2 separate regions of the Mus musculus genome follow, and region 1 is linked to region 2. Evidence: chromatin contacts called from public promoter capture Hi-C data. All regions are on one chromosome and are shown on one strand. The core of a region is the stretch at or near the end of the contact, and the rest is flanking DNA. Distances in the headings are between cores, read along the strand shown.

Evidence for each region. Capture Hi-C pulls out chosen DNA fragments and counts their contacts.
Region 1: a promoter capture Hi-C map of adipose tissue shows a contact between it and region 2. The contact joins two enhancer-like sites. A contact is called at or near these places in 4 of 39 promoter capture datasets (the 3T3-L1 cell line, cranial neural crest and hippocampal neurons), 1 of 15 datasets of contacts at CTCF or cohesin (hippocampal excitatory neurons), 6 of 484 Hi-C or Micro-C datasets (brown adipocytes, cerebral cortex, cortical neurons and 3 more), 2 of 115 datasets of contacts at active chromatin or transcription factors (pancreatic cancer cells and stem cell-derived neural progenitor cells) and 2 of 9 other capture datasets (adipose tissue and liver).

The regions. Positions count from the first base shown.
Region 1 is chr5:114,295,595-114,298,569 of GRCm38.p6, reverse strand. The region is part of intron 1 of Myo1h (myosin 1H); the gene reads right to left. Among named protein-coding and RNA genes, the nearest start is that of Myo1h, 7.8 kb to the right of the region's middle. Within about 2 kb of position 1,274, at least 20 of the 459 cell types and tissues checked have an H3K27ac peak or open chromatin away from gene starts, as enhancers often do. A contact at or near this core is called in adipose tissue, where this site is marked.
Region 2 is chr5:114,150,096-114,153,343 of GRCm38.p6, reverse strand. It overlaps a transcript of Acacb not described here. Among named protein-coding and RNA genes, the nearest start is that of Acacb, 14 kb to the left of the region's middle. Within about 2 kb of position 1,358, at least 7 of the 459 cell types and tissues checked have an H3K27ac peak or open chromatin away from gene starts, as enhancers often do. A contact at or near this core is called in adipose tissue, where this site is marked.

The DNA.
Region 1 (2,975 bases), core at 25-2,524, 150 kb before region 2:
TTCGTAAAGGCCCAAGCCACTCTCACCTTTTAAACGACTGGAGGAGACTGAAAAAGTAATTGGTGACACAAGAAAAGCCTGTGAACTTCCTGTTTCAGCGTCCGTGTGTTTTCAGCAGAGTGCAGCCAGCCTTGTATCTGACTCTGTGTGTGTGTATGCATGTCTGTGTGTGTGTGAGAGGGAGATATGTCATATGTACGTGTCTGTCTCTGTGTGTGCAGATATGGTGTGTGTACACGTGTGTCTATGTGTTTGTGTGTGTGTGATATGTCCAATGTGTATGTATCTCTGTATATATAGTGTATGTATGTGCATGTGTCTGTGTGTTTGTGTGTGGTGTCATGTGTATGTGTCTGTGTGTGTTACATATGGTATGTGTGTTTCTATCTCTATATGTGCTGTGTGTGTCTCTGTGTGTATAGTATGTGCATGTGTCTGTATGTTTGTGTGTGATAACATATGTATATTTCTGTCTCTGTGTGTATATTGTATATATGTGCATGTGTCTGTGTTTTTGTGTGTGATATCATATTGTGTGTCCATCTCTGTGTGTGAACAAATGCTGTATGCATCTCTGTGTGGTGTGTTTGTGTGTTTCTCTGTGTTGCATGTGTTTGTGCAAGTGTCTAGTGTTTGTATGATATGCCATGTGCATGTGTCTATCTGTGTGTGTACGTATGGTGTATGTTTCTGTGTCTGTGTGTGTGGTGTGTGTCTGTCTCTGTGTGTGTACACACAGAGTGTGCAAATGTCTGTGAGTTTCCGTCTCTGTGTTGTGTGTGTTGCATGTGGTGTGTGTATAGTTGTGTCCCTGACTCTGTGTCTGTGTGTGGTGTGTTTGTATGTGATTCTGTGCATGGGGTATGTGTTTGAGCTGCTGTCACATTGAAGAGTCGTAAGACCGCCGCAGACTCAGCCTGGCTCCCATGGCTTACGCCAGGCTCTCTCTGGGCCCTTGTAGCCAAAGTGTGTGGAGAAGGCTTCCTGCCAGCTTAGCCTGGTTCCCTTAGGACTCCCAGTGCCTGACTCTACGGTTCTTAAAGTTGCAGGCACCAAAAGAACGGAGATTACAGACACAACCCTGTGCAAACACTTTGTGGCCCTTGCCTTGGAGTTGTGAAGTTAAATCTCAGCCAGGCTTGGTGGAGCCTGAGAGTTCCTAGAGCTGAGAAAGGAGGAGGTGGAGTTCAAGGCCAGCCTGGGCTCCATCACGAATACAGATAGTCTCTGTCAGGAAGCCTCCAGGGACGGTGCTCTCCCCAGTTCTGAGTGCTAAGGCAACTAAACCGAAACCAAACGTCTGTTCAAGGAGGACAAGGACGGATCCCAGATAGGCAGGCAGCCCCGCAGCTGAAATGAAGGATTATCTTTTGATCTAACGACCAGCAGACAGTTAGCGTTTTACTATCCAGCTGAGGCCTCTTAATCACCAATGGGCGTAATTACGAATATCAGCAAACTGAACGAGGCCTCCAAATTACCTCGAGGATTAGAGCGGCTGCTGGTAAAACAGCAGCAGCTCGGGAGCCTTAATTGGCCCCTGGGAGTTACAGGTTTGGGTGGGGGGAATAGTTACAAGTGTTACTTGTTACTATTCTCTGTGTAAGTACTGGGCGGAAGGCGTGGAAGAAGGCTCGTTTGCTTTTCCGCTAAAGCATGCTAAGTGAGAAGGACTTCCTGGGGTTAGAGCGAAGGCTCAGGGGTGGAGAGCCCCTGTTCCCACAGAGGATTTGCATAGGGTTCTCAGCACCCATATTCTGTTTAAGTCCAGCTCTAGGGGACTCCACGCCCCCTGCTGGACTCTGTGGGCACCTGCAAATCATTTTAAAATAAGAAAAAAATTAAAGATTAAAAAAAAGCCTGTGGAGGTTGGCAGTCATTTCTAGACACACACTTGGCCTTCCCTGAGGTCACAGAAGTCCTCATTGGCCTCACAGTTTGCATGCAAACTTGTGAACAAGGGCGGCTTTCAGGAGTGTCTTCCTGATATCCTCAACTTCTCTCTCCCAGAACAGAAGCTGGCAGTGGGGCACATGTGGACCAGCACCGTGGACTCCACTTCCGCCCCCTTCTTTTACCTCAGTCTTTCAACCTCTTTGGGTTGAAAGGAAAATTAGTAGACTGCATATCTTTTAAAAAATGGTGCCTTTGAATATATGTGCGGACACACATGTATGTAAAGGTACATGTGTAATATGGGGTCTGGAGGCCAATGGCTGAGTATCCTACTCAGTCTACAACCGCATCACCACCATCACTACCATCACCACCACCCACACACAGACACAGACACACACAAGACAGAGACAGGGAAGAGCTCTCCAAAGGCAGTCCCATCACTTGCAGCAACACGGATGGAATCCGGAACATCGTGTTAAGTGAGATAAGCCGGACCCAGAGAGACAAGATCATGTGACCTCTTTTACAGGTGGAAGCTGAGCTTGGATGTCAGAGACTTAGAAGAGGTTACCAATGTCGGAGAAAAGCACGAAGCGGGGAGGGAGCAAGGAAGAAGACGTTCAGCACATGTAACCGGGTGAGTGGCAGATAGCGCCCAAGTGGAGACTGCAAACTAGCTGCTGTAGAGGATCTGGAATATTCTGACACCAATTATAACTGATGGTGACGTGGGGATCTGCCAGCGACCGTGCAGAGAGAGCAGCACAGAGTCCCCAAACATGTGTACTACCCACCAATTAAAAATACATATAGCCACCGGGCAGTGGTGGCACAAGACTTTAATCCCAGCACTCAGGAGGCAGAGGCAGGCAGATTTCTGAGTTCAAGGCCAGCCTGGGGTACAGAGTGAGTTCCAGGACAGCCAGGGCTACACAGAGAAACCCTGTCTTGAAAAACCACCATCACCACCACCACCACCACCACCACCACCACCACCAACAACAACAACAACAAAAACCAACCATGTAGTCATAAAAGCACACACATATACATGCACACGCCAACACCCACACAGC
Region 2 (3,248 bases), core at 109-2,608:
AAGTCCCAGAATTACCACATGCCAGAGCATGGGACTCCAGAGAAGGCCAGCAGACAGGCCTGGAGCAAGCAGAAAATAAGCAGCTGTGGCTGGTGCGAAGTCCCCTGGGCACTGGAGCACTGCGCATGGGCAGCGTTGGAGGTGTTGGGGCATCAGAGATGAGAAAGCCGGTGCAGCTTAGATGGAGAAGGCACAGGTGTAGGGAGAAACGCTTTGAAATAATCACCTGTGGCCAGCTGGGCGTAGTGGCACACACCTTTAATCTCAGCACTCGGGAGGCAGAGGCAGGAGGATTTCTGAGTTCGAGGCCAGCCTGGTCTACAAAGTGAGCTCCAGGACAGACAGGGCTACGCAGAGAAACCCTGTCTCAAAAAACCAAAAAAAAAAAAAAAAAAAAAAAAAGCCAATGGCCAATGAGCTGAGGCAGGAAGTAGGAGAAAGGACAGTGGCAGGAAGGGAGGATTCTGGGAAATAGTGAGCCAATAAAAGGAGAGACTCAAGATCCGAAGAGGAAATGCTAATGAAGAAGGGGATGGGAGGGAAGGAGAGTGGTAGACCTGGAATAGTTAAATAAGTTACAAGCTAGTTGGGGAATGAGCCAAAGCTTATAGCATAGGCACTTATTCATAAATATTTGGTCTCAGGGTTGTCATTCAGGTCTTGGAAAGGAAAAAACGGTTTATCAAATTTTTTTTAACACTCATGTGACTTCACACCCCAGGAAACTCTGGGCATGTTGACTCAGAAGGGCACAACCACAGTGCCCAGCACACAGCCGGCACGCGATTAATGCCAGGAGAGCCCATCTGACCTTCAAGCTCTGACTACTGTCAGAGAGTTAGCATGAGCCCTAACTTCCCCGCCTGCAGGACACAGACAGTGGCGGTAGCATCCACAGCAGGCTGGTGGCTGATGGAGCTCCAACTGCTTAGGCTGGCACTCGTGACCACCGTGACAGTCAAGGCCCTCTCCCTGGCTGCCCCTGGGGAACCTCACCCTTTGCTTTACCTGGTAAATGTATAGACGAGAGATGGCTTCTCTCCCATCAGGCTGAGACCTCCCCCAGGCTGCTCCTGGGGCAGGACTATTGCACCTTTTAGTCTGTGTGCAGTGAAGTAACCTCCAGAGGTGAGACTGAGGTGACGGCGTGGCGTTGGGTTTTGGTGGGAACAGAGCTCTCTAGGGTTAAAGGGCGGCCTCCCTGAGGAAGAACAGCCTGTTCCCGGGCTTTCCCTTCCCATACACAAACCTACAAGCCGCTCTAGATCCGACACTCGGGTCAGGGCCCAGTACCCGCTGCCTCCTGGGCAGATCTTTGGTGCTGATTCTGTTTGCACCTTTGTGTTGCAGCTTCCGGCTGCTGCCCTGGCTGCTGTGGGGGCGGCAACGAGGGAGGGAGGCTCGGAAGAACAGGAAGGCTGTGTAGGTCAAGGGGGCTCTGAAGGCCATGAGGACTTGGCAAGGTCAGGGAGGTGAAAATTCCAGGTACAAGGACGAAGCCCGAGGACTCTAGCTGGAATCCCAGTTCCACCTTGTTGAGTGGGAGCAGGGTGGCCTGAGGGAGCAGGGTGTGTGTCAAAACCCCAAATCTGGGGCTGGTAAAATGGTTCAGGAGACAAAGACGCATGCTGCCAAGTCTGACGGCCTGAGTTCCGTCCCTGGAACCCCATGTGGAATAAGGAGAGAACTGGCTCCCCAGGTTGTCTTCTGACTTCTGCACACACACCTCCCCAGTATTGTTTAATGGAAACATTTATAAACAAAAACAGGAGCTCAGCTGGGCGTGGTGGAACATGCCTATAATCCCAGTACTTGGCCGTGGAGGGAGCAAGATAAGGAGCCAGCCTCTCCTACATACAAGCCTGGGTCCAGCCTAGGCTATACCAGACTGTCTCAAAAAAACAAACCAACTCAAATACCCCAAGAACCCTACACACAGCCCATCACCTCGCGTGGATGTGCCTGGAGGGGAGGGTTCAAGTGCTCTTTCACTGCTGTGCGGGCCCGAGTTCTCACCAAGCTCCCAAATCCTGGCTTTCTTGTACGTGAGGAAGGCAGAGGGCAGAAGAACTGGTTGATGCTAACTGGGCTACAGTGTTCCAGACACTATGCTGAGAACATTATCTAAGATCAAGTTCAAGCCACTGAGAGTCCTTGGGCCATTACACAAGCCCATCTCCCTTTCCCCAGGCTGGCCTATTACACACAGGGGAGCCAAAACTATCTACATTGTAACTCTTAAGTACTTTCCCCACCAAAATGAACCAGGACCCTAGGAGAAATAGCAGGGACGGGAACATGCGTGGTACTGAGTAAACCGGGGATCGTCCCAGGGCTTTCCATGGCGGGCGTGGGGGTGCGGGGCGTGAGAGGCCTAGGGCATTGATGGGTCAAAAGAGCATCATGTGTCAGGATGACACACTGCCACTCAAGATGAAAGCGCCAACCCCCCCATGGCTCATCATTCAGAAAACAGACTTTCACACAGTTTTGTGAGTGTGTGAATGTGCATGAGCACGCATGTGACACCCGAGCACGTGTGTGCGCGATGTGACACGAGTGAGTAGGTCGGAGCAACTTTCAGGAGTCCTGCCTCTCCTCCCACTTCAGGGCATCTGTGGTAGGTTGTCAGACTTTCGTGGTTCATCCCAGGTGGCAGCCGTGTGGGCTGCTGTCCTGTGTACATGGATCTCGCAGGCAGGAGAGTGAGCTCCAGGAGATCAGACTTAGGCTTAAAGCCTGGGCCTGGGCCTGGGCCTGGGCCTGGGCCTGGACCTGGGCCTGGGCCTGGGCTTGGGCCTGGGCTGGCGAGATGGCTCAGCGGGTAAGAACACTGACTGCTCTTCTAAAGGTCCTGAGTTCAAATCCCAGCAACCGCATGGTGGCTCACAACCATCCGTCATGAAACCTGATGGCCCTGTTCTGGTGTGTCTGAAGACAGCTACAGTGTACTTATTTATAATAATAAATAAATAAATCTTTGGGCTGGTGTGGAGCAGAGGTCCTAAATTCAATTCCCAACAACACATGAAGGCTTACAACAGCTACAGTGTACACATACATACACATAAAATAAATAAATCTTAACAACAACAACAAAAAAAACCTGGGCCTGCTTCTTCACTACAGAACTCCCAGTTAACTGAGAGACTTGAGACACAATGTAACAGTGTAAACCATTTCCTTTGAAATCGCAAATCCAGTATTGACTGGGAAGCCCAGAGCAGGTACGAGAGATGTTCACCACT